2 separate regions of the Mus musculus genome follow, and region 1 is linked to region 2. Evidence: chromatin contacts called from public Hi-C data. All regions are on one chromosome and are shown on one strand. The core of a region is the stretch at or near the end of the contact, and the rest is flanking DNA. Distances in the headings are between cores, read along the strand shown. Region 1 overlaps Fbn1 (fibrillin 1). Region 2 overlaps Fbn1 (fibrillin 1).

Region 1 (7,174 bases), core at 1,116-3,615, 140 kb before region 2:
TATCATTTTAATGTTACTTAAAAAAATTCCTGTCTAGGAGATATCATTTTTCTTAACTGCTTTGCCATTCCCGGAATTCTTGGGAATATACTAAGGGCACAGGTTCTGGAGAGAAATCCTTCCATTTGCTGGCCATGGGGCCGTAGGCAACTAACTGCTTTCGTTTTACTTCTCTGATCTGTACAATGGATGTGATGAAGGCCTGTGCCTGGTGAAAGTGTTGAGAAGGTACAGTGGAAGCACTGAACCCAGGACTCAATCATGCATTGCTGGTGACTGGCGTCCTCACTCTTTGCCAGATGTAGCTTCTTCATAAATGATGTCATGAAAGTTACCATACCAATAAAATCAGACCTCTCCTTTAGAGGCTCTACTGTGATCACCAACACCCCCCCCCCCCGCATCCCCCACTCTCCATTTAGAAGTTTTCGGATCGATTCAGATGCAACCAGCTTTCCTCTCGAATATATTATCAGCCATATGCATTTCCTTAACACACGCCCAGCTATTGCATGCAGTTGTACCACAGACTGACACCACAGGAGGGCAACGTGCAAAAAATAATGAGGAAGCAGAGGTCGGCCACATCCTTGATAATATATAATGCCGATCGAGGCTGTGAGAAGCGCTCACTGTCCACCCTAGATAAAGTTTATGGAAGGTTTTACTACTTTTATGGACACATACAACCAAATGAAGTGTGAACCTGCCCCTTCACAAAAACCCAGCAGCAAGATAAAAGAGGTACTTTAGGGGTGTGTTTTTATTCCTTATTATTCTCATGGCTGTTATAAAATATCTGACACAAATGTTGGCTCGTGGTTTAAGAAAGGATACAGTCTGTCCTGGCAGAGACAGCATGGCAGGAGGGGTCGGAAGTGGCTAGTCACATGGTATCTACAGTCATGTAGCAGAGAGCTGCCTGGAAGCACTGCTACCCCCCCCCCCCCCAAGTCCCACCACAAGTGACTCACTTCCTCCAGAGAGGCTCCGACTCCTAAGGGTTCCACAACCCTCCTAAAACGTCCCACCAAAAACTGGGGACCAAGTTCACACAGGTGGAGATTACAGGAGAAGCTTCGCACTCAAACAACAGCTGTGTGACCCTCAGTAGTGTGGCATTCTAAAAATCAGTGAGACGGGTTAGATACTGATGGCTGGCAGAACGGTAGGAGCAGCTGCCCGAATTCATACTTAATTTTACAGTGGCTCTGATAACTTGAGTCTACAGACAGCATCGTCAGGTTGGAGTCAAAAAAGGCCTCCAGGTGTAGCACCACAAGCCACTCTTCTTTTATTTCAAAGCAATAAAAATGTTGGTTCTGGAAGACGCAAGCTTTGAAAACCAAAATATTGGAGTAGTTTAAACCTACAGCTTTCAAAGCATCTTTATTAGTGTTAAGGTCTATGAAGCTCAGCCTGAACAAGAAGGCATCTTAGCGCTGGAGAGATGACTCAGTGGTTAAGAGAGCACACGTCTCTTTTCAGAAGACCCCAGTTCTAGTACCAACATCCACGTCAGGCAGCGACTCACAGCCTCCAAGGGAGTCAGCACCTTTGGCCTCCCGAGAAACCTGCACTCACATGCATAGACCTCTCACATGCACACACCTACACATTTTCATACAATTACAAATATAAATAGATCATTTTAGGCATCCTAACCTGAAAGGAAATTGCTATAAGTGGAGAGGAGATATAAAGTTACTACTGTGTATTGGTGAGAGAGCGCATGTCTGAAGTAGCAGATGTAATACAATTGCCCCAGCTCCTAAACTGTGCTGGTATCATAGCACCTCTTCTGGACATACTGAGGAGCCTCATATAATAGATTTTTCTTCATTACATTAATAGACCAAGTCTCAGATTGATACATAAAATGCCCCCAATGAGCCCTGAAATACTGACTCTGTTAAGATGAGAGGGTTCTTTGTGGTTTTCTTTGAAGACAGAGGGATCTTGATAATTTTATCATGTACATTGCTTTCTTTCTCTAATTCCTGTGCTCATGCAGCTCTGAGCCCCTAGTTTTTCCCTGGAATCATCATTGAGTTGGAATCTGGGTGACCTAGAAACAAGGACACCATGAACGTGAATTGTTGAAACACTACGCATTATGAGACAATGCATGCTTTTGAGTGGATGTCTGCAGACTTATCCCCTGGGAACGCCTTTGGATGTCCTAATTGCAGTTCTGCCCTCCATAAATCAGTCGCTATTTGGACAAGTCATGGCCACCTCCTCAGTCACTAGATACATTTGTAATAGTTTCTGTCAGAAATAACAACAGCCACCTAGCAACATACTGTTTGGTCATGTCCTGTTTTAGAATGCCACGTATGGTTTTGTGGGCTTCAGAAGGGTAAGTTCTTACTGGGTCTAAAAGATATTGAAAACGAAACAGTAGATAGTGACATCACTGTGTACAAGAGTAGGCTGCATGGAGCAGTTTATATAAGAATGAAGTAGGGGCCGGGCCGTGGTGGTGCACACCTTTAATCCCAGCACTTGGGAGGCAGAGGCAGGCAGATTTCTTAGTTCAAGGCCAGCCTGGTCTACAGAGTGAGTTCCAGGGCAGCCAAAGCTCCACAGAGAAACCCTGTCTCGAAACAACCAAAAAAAAAAAAAAAAAAAAAAAGAATCAAGTAGGGGTTTGCTGGTTTGTTAGCATGGTTCTATTCCATGGGGGGGGGGGCAGGTGGTCACTCATCTTGTTCACCACCTTATAACCAATGTCTAGCATTCAGTAACTCAGTAAGCATTTATCACAATTCTTTTGAGTCACTTAAGAAATGATTGATCTACCCCCTGACCCCTGTAGGCAGGGTTGCTTTGGGTTTTAGGTTAGTATACAAAACAATGGCACTTCCATATATATGTTGAAAATCCTCTAACTTTTAAAACTATGAACAGTGTCAAACGCAACCAGTGAATTCTGTGAAAAGTGCTCTCTCCTATGCCATGAAGCCTAGACCTGTAGGATACACATAGACATCCCTAGCTCACTCCGCCTTGGGAGGCAGGATTATTTTATAGCCAGGAAAACTGGGGCTGGAGGGAACCCTAGTAGCCAACACCAAAGTGGGGGCCTAAAAATGAGGTCCATGGCTTCCACAACAGCTCAGGTGTCATGTGGATGTGCCCCCAACCTGTGGCACCCATGGCTGCCACTCTCAATCATTGGCTATTTTTGTTTATGTTTTTTGGTTTTTTGTTTTGTTGTTGTTGTTGTTGTTGTTTTGTTTTTGAGACAGGGTTTCTCTGTGGAGCCCTGGCTGTCCTGGAACTCACTCTGTAGACCAGGCTGGCCCCGAACTCAGAACTCTGCCTGTCTCTGCCTCCCAAGTGCTGGGATTAAAGGCTTGCGCCACCACTGCCCGGCTCATTGGCTATTTTTAATGGACCCTCTGATATTAAGCGTCTTTATTTCTTCCTCTCGGTCCATACACCTCTTTAATTTTGGATTGACATTTTGTAATTTCTGTCCTGTGTCCCTTAGTCTTTTGATCAGTCTTTTTAAGATCTCAATTTTATATGACCAAGAAAATCTTTTGGATTGAGTTTATTGGGAGAGATTGTCTTTAATTATAAAACGCTATTGTATGATTGGCAGTCTTTGGCTGAGGCTGTGATGAATAAAATTTTTATTGAAATATGAGGGGTTTGAGGCCTCATGGAAATTGAGCTTTGGCTTAAATAGGAAGAGAAGAGGTCCCGAAGGAGCTTGAAATCTCTCTCTCTCTCTTTGTGTGTGTGTGTTTTCAGGAGCTGGGTCTCTCCTTCACTATGTGGGTTCTCGGATGTCAGGTCATCAGGCATGACAGCTAATGCTTCCACCGCCGAGCCTTTTCTCTGGCCTCTTTTGAGGGTCGGTCATGGAAGCTAGGAGCCAGGGAAAGGTTGAGAATCAGTTGTCTCTTGGGATCAGTCTGGCTTGTTTCTCAGGAGGCATGGAGTTCTCTTTATCATGCAAACAACTGGGAATTTGAAGTAGAAAGTCTCTGTGGGAACAAGCTTTGGGACTGCCATGTCACAGAACTAGAGAATGCCTTTAATCTAAAAGACATTCAATGAGTGCTGAAAGCACTCATCTGTCCTGTCCCCACCTGTGGCTCAAAGTGGAGAACGTGAGTGGCCACATGGCTGTGGAGATGTTCAGTGATTAGCTTCCTCAGTTACCAAGGTAACAGCACAAAATCACAGCAAGCGTTTGGCCTGCCGTACGGAGCATAACTTTCCAGTCACTGTGCATGATTATGACGTTGCCTTAGTTTAATTCCATATAACAGAATAGTCAGTGTAGCTAATCTGTGGCTGCAAAGAGGGGGGTTAAGAATGACAGGCATTCAGTGTGTTCCTTTGGGTAGCCTAAAGTGACATGGATTAATATGCTGCCAGTGTTCTTCCCCTGAGAAATATTTGGTCACAAGAAGATCTGGCTTTAAGAAGAAACTCAAATTCGGGTGTGTGGCTTTTGGCACAGTCTTGACTCACTGGAATGGCCTAATGTATATCTGGTTTCTTTTTTCCCATGCTTTATTTGGGGTGTCCACCAAGACACACTTCCTGCCTGTGGGGTTATCTACATCCATAGCCTGAGTCTTGGTTTGCAAAGTCACACAGAGGAAGCAGCATACAGAAGACACAGGGCAGTGTAGAGACTGGACAGAAACACTTTGAAACTGGATGCAGGATTACATACAGCAAGTTTCCTAGGTCAGTGGAAACTGGGGTGTTTGACTGAAGGCCAACAGTTAGCAATTGTGTTCTGTTTCTGAGACTAGAAGTGGCAAACATTTGTCAGATTCCCTCAGTCATCCCATGAAATGCAAATGTTGCAACTGTCAGATTGTCAGAAACCTAAAGACTCCATATGTTCTCTTTGCTGTGATGTATACATAGGCTGTATGGCCTTTGATAGTGTCACAGTGTAGGAAGGTACCTGAGGAACAACTGGAAAATTGGAGTAAAAAGAAAAAGGAAAGAAAACTAAGATGTTTGATGAGAAATAAAAAGACGTGTATGGAAATGCTGTTGTTGCCTCAGTAACTGCCGAAAAAGAAGAATGGATCAAACTTTGACATTCTCCATAGAGTGACCCACACTCTGGTTTTGTCTTTATGCTGTAAAAGTGAAGTATTGAATGCATTACAGGAAGCTTTTTAAGGCAACATAAGTGGTTAGTATGGAATTCTAGCTTACAGCAAGAATTCTCACCCGAAGCGTTGCAAAGGCAGGTCCACAGCTGCCCGGGAACAATGGAGACACTGTTTCTTTCTCTATCACTATTTTATCCTTTAAATGGTTGTCTGGATTCTTTTCCTCTGTTATCTTTCAAAAATTCACTCCTTTTAGGATAATAGTTGACTTTATACAGAGCATTCTAGTTTTAGAAGTTATTTTTAAAACGCTCCTTTTTAATTTCATAAAATTAATATCAATGATTACTCTATTAGATCAGACGGTTACAGAAAACTTATCTTCCCTAACAGACTGAGAATAATTGAAGGATGGGCTTAGTAACTAACATTTAAGAAGTCCCCGCTGAAGCTTGACTCAGGCCAAGGAGCCTGAGGGAGCTCAAGCTTGAATTTGCTTTTCCCCCTGGGAGACTGTGAAGGGCTGAGGAGTACTCTTGCTTCTTTCTCAGATCAGTGTAGGTTGAGGTGAGACGTATGGACCAATGAAAGAACTCCAGACTGAAGCAAAAGCTTCTTAGAAGAATTCCCACCATTGTTGTTCAGCATCCCGGTGGGTTGCAGATGGCTTTGGACTCCAGAAGGCTGGCTTTGGGGGACTTGAGTCTTCGTGGACTATGGAAATTGAGCATGCCAACTTTCTTGCTTACTTATCTGTAAATAGGTGTTCTTTGTAAATACATATAGTCCTTATTAAAAACCAAGCAGCAGCCTAACAGGAATCATATAGCTCTCTAACTTGATAGGGCAACTCCTATGTTCACTTGTCTCTGCATTCGTTGGGCTGGAGTGCTGGCCTGCCCCACTCAGGGGTGGCAGACTGCAGTCTGTAGTGGGGGTCCTCAGTCTGTGTTTTCTTGGTGGAAAACAGTGGAGTCTGGGGCCATTGCTGAGGTTGCCAGTCTCCTGTGTACCCAGGCACTGCCGGTATACTGCTGGGAGTTGGGAATGAGGCCCCCCAATCCATGCCTCCCCTTGGGATGTCCACATGCTAGGCAGGAAGGGGAAGGCAAAGTCTGGGACTGAGGTGGAACCCAACTTGATTCCGAGTGAGTGCCGAGAGTTCAGGAGGCTGGGATAGAGAAGGCCTTCTCTGGGAGATTTGGACTCTGCTCTTTATGATTAAGGCTTCCTCCTATGGTGATCCTTGATGAAGAGACAGTCTTTGCTTGTCCAGTCTGCTTTATTTGATGGCGAATGTGAATGCATACACCTTACTCAGGTGAACCAGGGATTGAATAACTTTGTGGGAAGAAATGTCTGGGAAGGGAAACTCTTTGGCTGAACACTCAGGGTCTGTCTAGATACCTCATTAACATGGAGAACATCAGGCTTTTGTGCTATCTAACTGATGCTGCAGTCCTCTCAGTGGGGTGTCATGGTTACCAGTTTCAGGTAGAGTTTGGCAGGGAGTGGCCTCATTCCTACCATACTTAGTTATGAGTCTTATGGGGTTTGGGCTCACTCAACCTTACCAGTTCATCCGTCTGGTGGCATGGTCCACTTACCTCACAAGCATGTGAACTTGTGAGCATGTAAAGCATTGTCTCTTCTCTACGATTACTGCATTCATACCATAATCATGACAGGGAACCCTTCTCTTTCTCCTGATGGTCTTGGTTTTCTCACTAGACTTTCCCTACCTGCCTTCCCTTCAAAGTCATAGCCCCTACTGATACCCAGTCCTTGAAAATACCTTAAAAGGGTTTTACCACACTGGAGATGCAGCTTCAGAGATCACATCTTTAACTTTGAAAGAAGTCAGAGAACACACTTGAAAGTGTGCACATCCATGAGTGGAACAATGTCAGGGCCCAGGCTCCTATAGCCCAGTTCACAGTCCTGTCTCAAAGCTCCCCAGTAACATCACTGGCAAAGGTCCTGCCCTAACTGCTCAGCCGTTTTCCTTTCTGCACGGACACATGGATGTAGCATAGCTTGTGACTTTTACCAGGGAGATGCCCTTCTCCTTTCTA
Region 2 (6,494 bases), core at 2,508-5,007:
TATAAAGAGAGGGGGTCTGAGGACTGTAGCACGAGCTAAGGGTGGGATATAAGTATATTCAACCTCTCCCACCTTGGGGGTACTACTATGCAAGTGAAATGGTTTGTGTCTAATTACCCTGGCAGCTCTAAACTGCAATGATACCATTGTTTTTATTAAATCAGAGAAGACGCAGTATTCTGGACTAAATGTGAGATTTAGTAACCTAACAGGAACAAATTTTATCGATGTTAGTGTTTTGGAATCTTCAGTTTGCGGCTGTGTATGTGCAAAAGGATTCTCCTCTCCTAGAAAGAGTGACCGTTGAGGAGAGCCTGCTGTGTTCCTCGGCTTCAGATATCTAAAATAGCAACGTTATCTCTAAAATTAGAGTTCTTTCTTTCCCAAGGGAAAATATTCTCCCTAAGGCCGAGGCCGGAAACAAGAACAGTGGACGATCCAGATGGATGGGTTAGGAGGCATCTATACTTTTTAGGGATTTTTTTTTTTGGTAAAATATTTTCTCTCTCCACAGTTGTTTAGAAAGACCATGACCTAAACATGTTTTCTCTCTCTCTCTCTCTCTCTCTCTCTCTCTCTCTCTCTCTCTCTCTCTTTTTTCCCTAGTCTTTTCTTTTTCTGCCTAATGTAAACCACCTGGTTTTAACAGAATCAACAAAATCTACTTGAATGTTGGGTTTTTTTATCCAGTATATTCTATTTAATCTTAGGTAATTTTCTATTTTATATCTGGCAAAACTCCATCATATGTAAGCCTTTTTGTGTAGTGATGTGAAGTGGGACCAACTGGAGACTTTGTCTTTGAGCCAGCAGAAACCCCTGGCTGCATATAGGAGCCTTATTTTAGCTATTAGGACATCTACTCCCAGGACAGTCTGCAGAAAGCCACTTGGGCGGTGTAAGGGCTAGACATCCATCTCTCTCACTGTCTCTGCCTTTGAGCAAGTGCAAACTCCAGCTAGAAACCAGTGGTCAGCAGGTTTCCCTCCTTGCAAGAACAGGATAACTGAGCAAGACAACACAGATCCAAGAACTCAGACAGAATGAAAAGTGATATCAGAGCCTTAGCTCCATTTTATCTGCACTCATTTTATCTCCACTTTGGATCACTGGCAGATACCGATGAATGCTCTGTGGGCAATCCTTGTGGAAATGGGACCTGCAAGAATGTGATTGGAGGTTTTGAATGTACCTGTGAGGAGGGGTTCGAGCCTGGCCCAATGATGACTTGTGAAGGTAAGTAAGGGTCTCGGATACAGAAGAGACAGTTGCCTATACTGACCATGGGAGCAGCTGTTTGATTGTAGTTCTTAAGATCAAATACCTTTCAGGGCATGGAGAGTTAAGAACATCTGAGCATGGCAGGCTGTTGCATCATTCTTCTCTGTGACCTCATATGGTCAGGAAATATAAAGAAAACAATAGAGGTGACTTGTGGCAGAAGTTATATTGTATATAACGGAATGCTCACTAGTGTGTCTTTCTGCTTACATCTCAATACAACTCCTCATTTACTACCTCCTGTCTTATTACTCTCTATTTCCTTTGTTGTTTTTGTTTCCAAGGCTCTTCTCCCCTCCCCCACCTCTTTTGTATTCTCCTGCTCTCCTCTTAGAAACATCTGCTCACAGAGCTAGATAACCACTGACATCCTGTGGTCATCTGGAGGCAATCCCAAAGGAGAGGTTGCCTAACCCATAGAGGCATCTGAAAAGTATTTGTCAGTGTGACTGCCTGGAAGGAAGTATGGAAAAGAAAGAAAAACTAGGGAGTGCCAAAGAGTGGTTGGTCCCTCGACTATTTGCCTCATATTCCCCTGGGATGCAAGCTTTCTGGCCTCATCTTCGACCACTAAATCACAAACTCTAAAAGCAGAGCCCAGCAGCTGTCCAGATGATCCACAAGCTCTTCATGATAGGGTTCCCTGGTGTAGGAAAAGAATGGGGGAGGGGAAGGGAAAGTGGTATTAAAGGGATCCCTTCATCAGAGATATGGACTGTTGGTACCTTCAGAGTGTTGTGAGCCTTTTAAGGCTGTGGTTCAAAGCTGGCCTGGATGCTCAGTCCTGTCCTTCATACACATTGTTGTTCTTGGGGGACAGCATGATCATCGAAGAGGTTTGGTTTCACCCTCTCGCTTTTGAAAACATGTCCTGACATTTCTAAACCATGCACTCTAGAAAAGTCATTTTTCCCAGTAGAGGGCATCTGTGTAAACTGAGTTTCTCTAAGTATAAAATGACCAGAACACTCTGTTTGAGCCCAGAATCCCTGTTGTCTCATAGGAACCTCTTTGTTTGGGGAAGGAGAGGTTACTAAGAGTATTAGAGAGCTTGGCTTCTTTTTGACCACAACTTCTTTAGTTAAAGGAAGCAAAGATGATCTATAGTTCATGTACAAAGGAAACGGCAACTGGTCAACCTGAGTCTTCCAACTATGCAAAGTGGACCTGTTGTTCCTCATTCACGTAAATCCATAATTACACCAGGACAGCAAGCTTGAGAGATGTACTGGGAGATCCGGAGCATACATCCACCATATTTATACCAGCTATAAAATAATCAACTCATTTTTATAATTTTCTGGATCCCTCCCATGCCTATGATAAGGAAGGCTTTTGACTTTTAGTAAAAGCACATTTCTCTCTTTTTGACATTCTTGGTGCTGTTGGCTCATTCTTTTACGTTCTCTTACTACAGATATAAATGAATGTGCCCAGAATCCTCTGCTCTGCGCCTTCCGCTGTGTAAATACCTACGGGTCCTATGAATGCAAATGCCCTGTTGGATACGTTCTCCGAGAAGACAGGAGGATGTGTAAAGGTGAGGGCCCATTTTAGTCCATTTAGTCCTCAGAATTATAAATGCTTCAACAAGCAAGTATGAATCATAAAGCAAAGAAGTCCAGGAAGGGCTCCCATAGCATCTTTGTTTCTGATAAGGTCATCGGTTTATTGGAAAGCAGTTTTCTCACCAAGTCCAAAGGCGGTTAGAAGATTCCCTTCCACGTTTAATATATCAATTCCCCATACATACAAAAGGAAATAAGCTCAACGCTAAGATGACGGAGATGATAGTTTAAAGGACAAGCCTGCAGTGGAGCTTGTTTTAAAGTTGTGATTACACATCTTTCCAGATGAGGATGAGTGTGCAGAGGGAAAACACGACTGTACTGAGAAGCAAATGGAGTGTAAGAACCTCATTGGTACCTACATGTGCATCTGCGGCCCTGGGTACCAGCGCAGACCCGATGGAGAGGGCTGCATAGGTAAGACTGTCTCTGGTACAGACCGCTCAGCATTGAAATAGCCGAGGGCAGAAGTGACCTGAGCTCTGAGTCAGGTTGGTGACGTGCTCCTTCCTCTTAATCAAATGTCACAACTCACTGTGGAGAGGCCTTACTGTTCTCTCCTCTGGGCTGGCCTGTCCCTATTCTCTTGGCCTGTATTGCTGCCAGGGTCACCCACCTTTGGCCCTTGCCCGTTGTTCATGTAGCCGTCCAGGAGGTAGATCTTCACACTGACTTCCCTCACCACTCTATGGACTCCGTTGTCTTACTAACGTCCTGTGCTAGGGCTATTTTTAAGCCAGGGCTCTAACTTCAAGAAACCCCCGCTTTCCTTGAGGTAGGTCCAAGTGCTGCTTTTTTGAATGTCCCCAGGTGATCCAAATGTGTATCAAATGTTGAGAACCACAACCCTAGGCCAGGGAATGGCAAGCTTCAGCTTCCAATCAAATCCAACCCTCTAGCCTGCCACTTCTTTTGTGAATAAAGTTTTATTAAAACACCTCATGCCCCATAGCCTCCCGGGCAGCTGGGGTTTCTGGCCTGGCCCATCAAGTTCGGCTGAACAGTGGGGTTTTTAACTAGTCTTCATGTGGCTCTGGGTGTTGTTTCCACATTCTCTGCCCCTCTCAGGGAGCTCTGTGTTCTAGAGACTCAAAGCTATTCTCAAATGAGAGAGAAACTGGGGAAGTTAGTTCGTGATATTCAGATCTAACCAATCACCAAAAGTAATCCAGATATTTTAATGTTTTAAAAACCTGTTAAATTATGGTTTATTGTTTCCTCAATAATATTGCTTTGTTACAAACAAGTCATGTTGAATCTGAAGATCAGTCCAAACTAATGTTACTGTGTCGACGCAACTTACTGGCATCATTCTGATGAAGTAATGTATCTCTTTAAAATGACAGTCAACCTTCAGTTCTCCCTCCAGTATGTGATCTCACCTTTCAGGAATCTTCTTTATATACAGATGGGGCAAAATTTAAGTAAAAAAAATGTGTGCCCAAAATGCTGCCGTTTGCATTTAGATATATCAAAATATGCTCAAGGTTGCCTTAGAAGAACAAAGAAAGAGAGGGAGAGGGAGAGGGAGAGAGGGAGAGAGAGAGGGGAGGGAGAGAGAGAGAGAGACTGCTTTTATTGCACAATCCCTCTCGGAAGGGGACTCAGAAGTTGACTCTGGAAGAGTGTTTTGGTGGCTGAGGAATACAGATGACAGGGAGACCTTGATTTTTTAATTCCTGGTCGTTCCAGGATTTCCAGCTTTTCACCATGTAGATAGATTACTCGTTTGCAAAGAAAACTGAGAGAGTGCGTGAAGGAAGAAAGGAAGGAAGGAAAGAGGGGAGGAGGAAAGGAGAGAAGGAGAAAGAGAAGAAGGGAGGGAGGGAGGGAGAGATCAAGGGGAAAAAGTCAACCTTTTAAACAATGTCTCATGAGTCCTGTTCACTGTCTCCACAGATGAGAATGAGTGTCAGACCAAGCCCGGGATCTGTGAGAATGGGCGTTGCCTCAACACCCTGGGTAGCTACACTTGTGAGTGTAACGATGGCTTCACAGCCAGCCCCACTCAGGATGAGTGCTTGGGTGAGTATCTGAAACTGGCTGCAACCTTCCCTCACACTCCAAAGCATTGTTTCTGGTTTGAAATAAGAGAATATGCCAAAAAATGTGAAGGAGCTGAAAGCAGTCATCCTTGGGAGATGACTTAGTGACCAAGTGTATCTTGGGCTCAGGACCTCCCTACAGCAAAATTCTGCCTTTGCTAATTGCACATGGGATTGCTAGCTTGGGGTTTCCTTCTTGCTGCCCTTTAAGGCCTTTGCGACCAGGCCCACTTCCGTATGTTTTTGCCCCCTTTTCTATAGCATGGCTGTTGCAACTGTTCTTCCACATGTCTGGGGCACAAAGAGTTATAAGCTTGTCTGCACCAATGCCTTTCTGCCAACTCACAGATTTCTTGTCTTGTTTCCGTCAGACGCCTCCTTTCTCTCTCCCTGCTGTTTCCAGCTTTCGCTTCTTGCTCCTCTTCACCCAGGGTAAAGTGTTACATCCTTTTGGTTTTTATATCTGACTAAATTCCTAATGCCCCATGCACACAGAACAGTCCCTCAATTCCTCTTTACCTCGGAATGTCTCTTCCAGACAACCGGGAAGGGTACTGCTTTTCGGAGGTCTTGCAAAACATGTGCCAGATTGGCTCAAGCAACAGGAACCCCGTCACCAAGTCCGAGTGCTGCTGTGATGGAGGGAGAGGCTGGGGACCCCACTGTGAGATCTGCCCTTTCGAGGGCACAGTGGCTTACAAGAAGCTCTGTCCCCACGGCCGAGGATTCATGACCAACGGAGCAGGTACTTCACTTTGTTCTGTTGTTGACAAAAGGTGCGAGCTCGTTCTTCATTATGAGTTTTCCATTATTGGACAAAAGTAGTTGCAAGGAATGTGTGTGTTTCACTACGGAAAATGATGGAAATGTGGAACTGACAATATAGGCTTGCGCTGTCTGACTGAGATGGACGGACATCCTTCCTTACAGTGCTGTAAACATTCAAGGCCATTTGCCAACAGTCCTTGGTCCGGATGATTACGTTTCTTGTGCTTGGGTCCTTGCCTCTGCCTGGCAAGGGTCTGGCAGAAATCTGCTGGAAGATAGTTTATGAGCTGTGAAATAAATAACAACCATCTACTTCCACTCCACTGATATTCATTTTAACTCAATGTTAGCCATGATATATTGCATCAAAGAAGTACAAAGACTGCTGGTGTGCTAGGAATTTACACAATCGTGTCTGAAGTGCATTGCACCAGCTGCTTTCCGCTAGACATCTAGATGTGAGTGAGGGTCAACAGAGATGTCTGAGGCAGCTGTGAAGACCTGTGAGCCTCATGGGATTTCACTTTTATCAACACAGTTGGGGTGTAGTTCATAGAAGGGCTGAGGAAGAGGGTCCTGTTGGTGTTCCATTGTGCTCCTGGGGGTGGGGTGGGAGGGGACTGGAGGAGGCTAGAAGCAAAAACATAAAGGAGAATTAGAAGAGAGTTGTCTTCCTGTTGGGAAAATGTGACTAATGACAGAATAAAGGCTGTGGGTAAATGGAGGCGGTGGACAGGAAAGATCCGTCCTCTGGGAGGATGCTGAGATGAGATGATAGAGGACTCATTTCCTGAGACCAGTGAAAAGGTGCTTACCTGTACCTCAGAGTAAA

The links. A called contact is a pair of places that touch in the nucleus more often than the background predicts.
Region 1: a contact with region 2 is called in a Hi-C map of Sertoli cells, with 2.3 times the contacts expected there. The contact joins two enhancer-like sites. A contact is called at or near these places in 5 of 484 Hi-C or Micro-C datasets (the Ba/F3 cell line, Sertoli cells, nephron progenitors and 2 more).

Annotation. Positions count from the first base shown.
Region 1 is chr2:125,449,977-125,457,150 of GRCm38.p6, reverse strand. All of the region lies in intron 6 of Fbn1 (fibrillin 1), which reads left to right. Among named protein-coding and RNA genes, the nearest start is that of Fbn1, 53 kb to the left of the region's middle. Within about 2 kb of position 2,365, at least 7 of the 459 cell types and tissues checked have an H3K27ac peak or open chromatin away from gene starts, as enhancers often do. A contact at or near this core is called in Sertoli cells, where this site is marked.
Region 2 is chr2:125,313,739-125,320,232 of GRCm38.p6, reverse strand. It overlaps Fbn1 (fibrillin 1), which reads left to right. Exons shown (of 66, transcript NM_007993.2): 54 at 1,117-1,236; 55 at 2,699-2,821; 56 at 3,135-3,266; 57 at 4,749-4,874; 58 at 5,433-5,639. Among named protein-coding and RNA genes, the nearest start is that of Dut, 69 kb to the right of the region's middle. Within about 2 kb of position 3,757, at least 2 of the 459 cell types and tissues checked have an H3K27ac peak or open chromatin away from gene starts, as enhancers often do. A contact at or near this core is called in Sertoli cells, where this site is marked.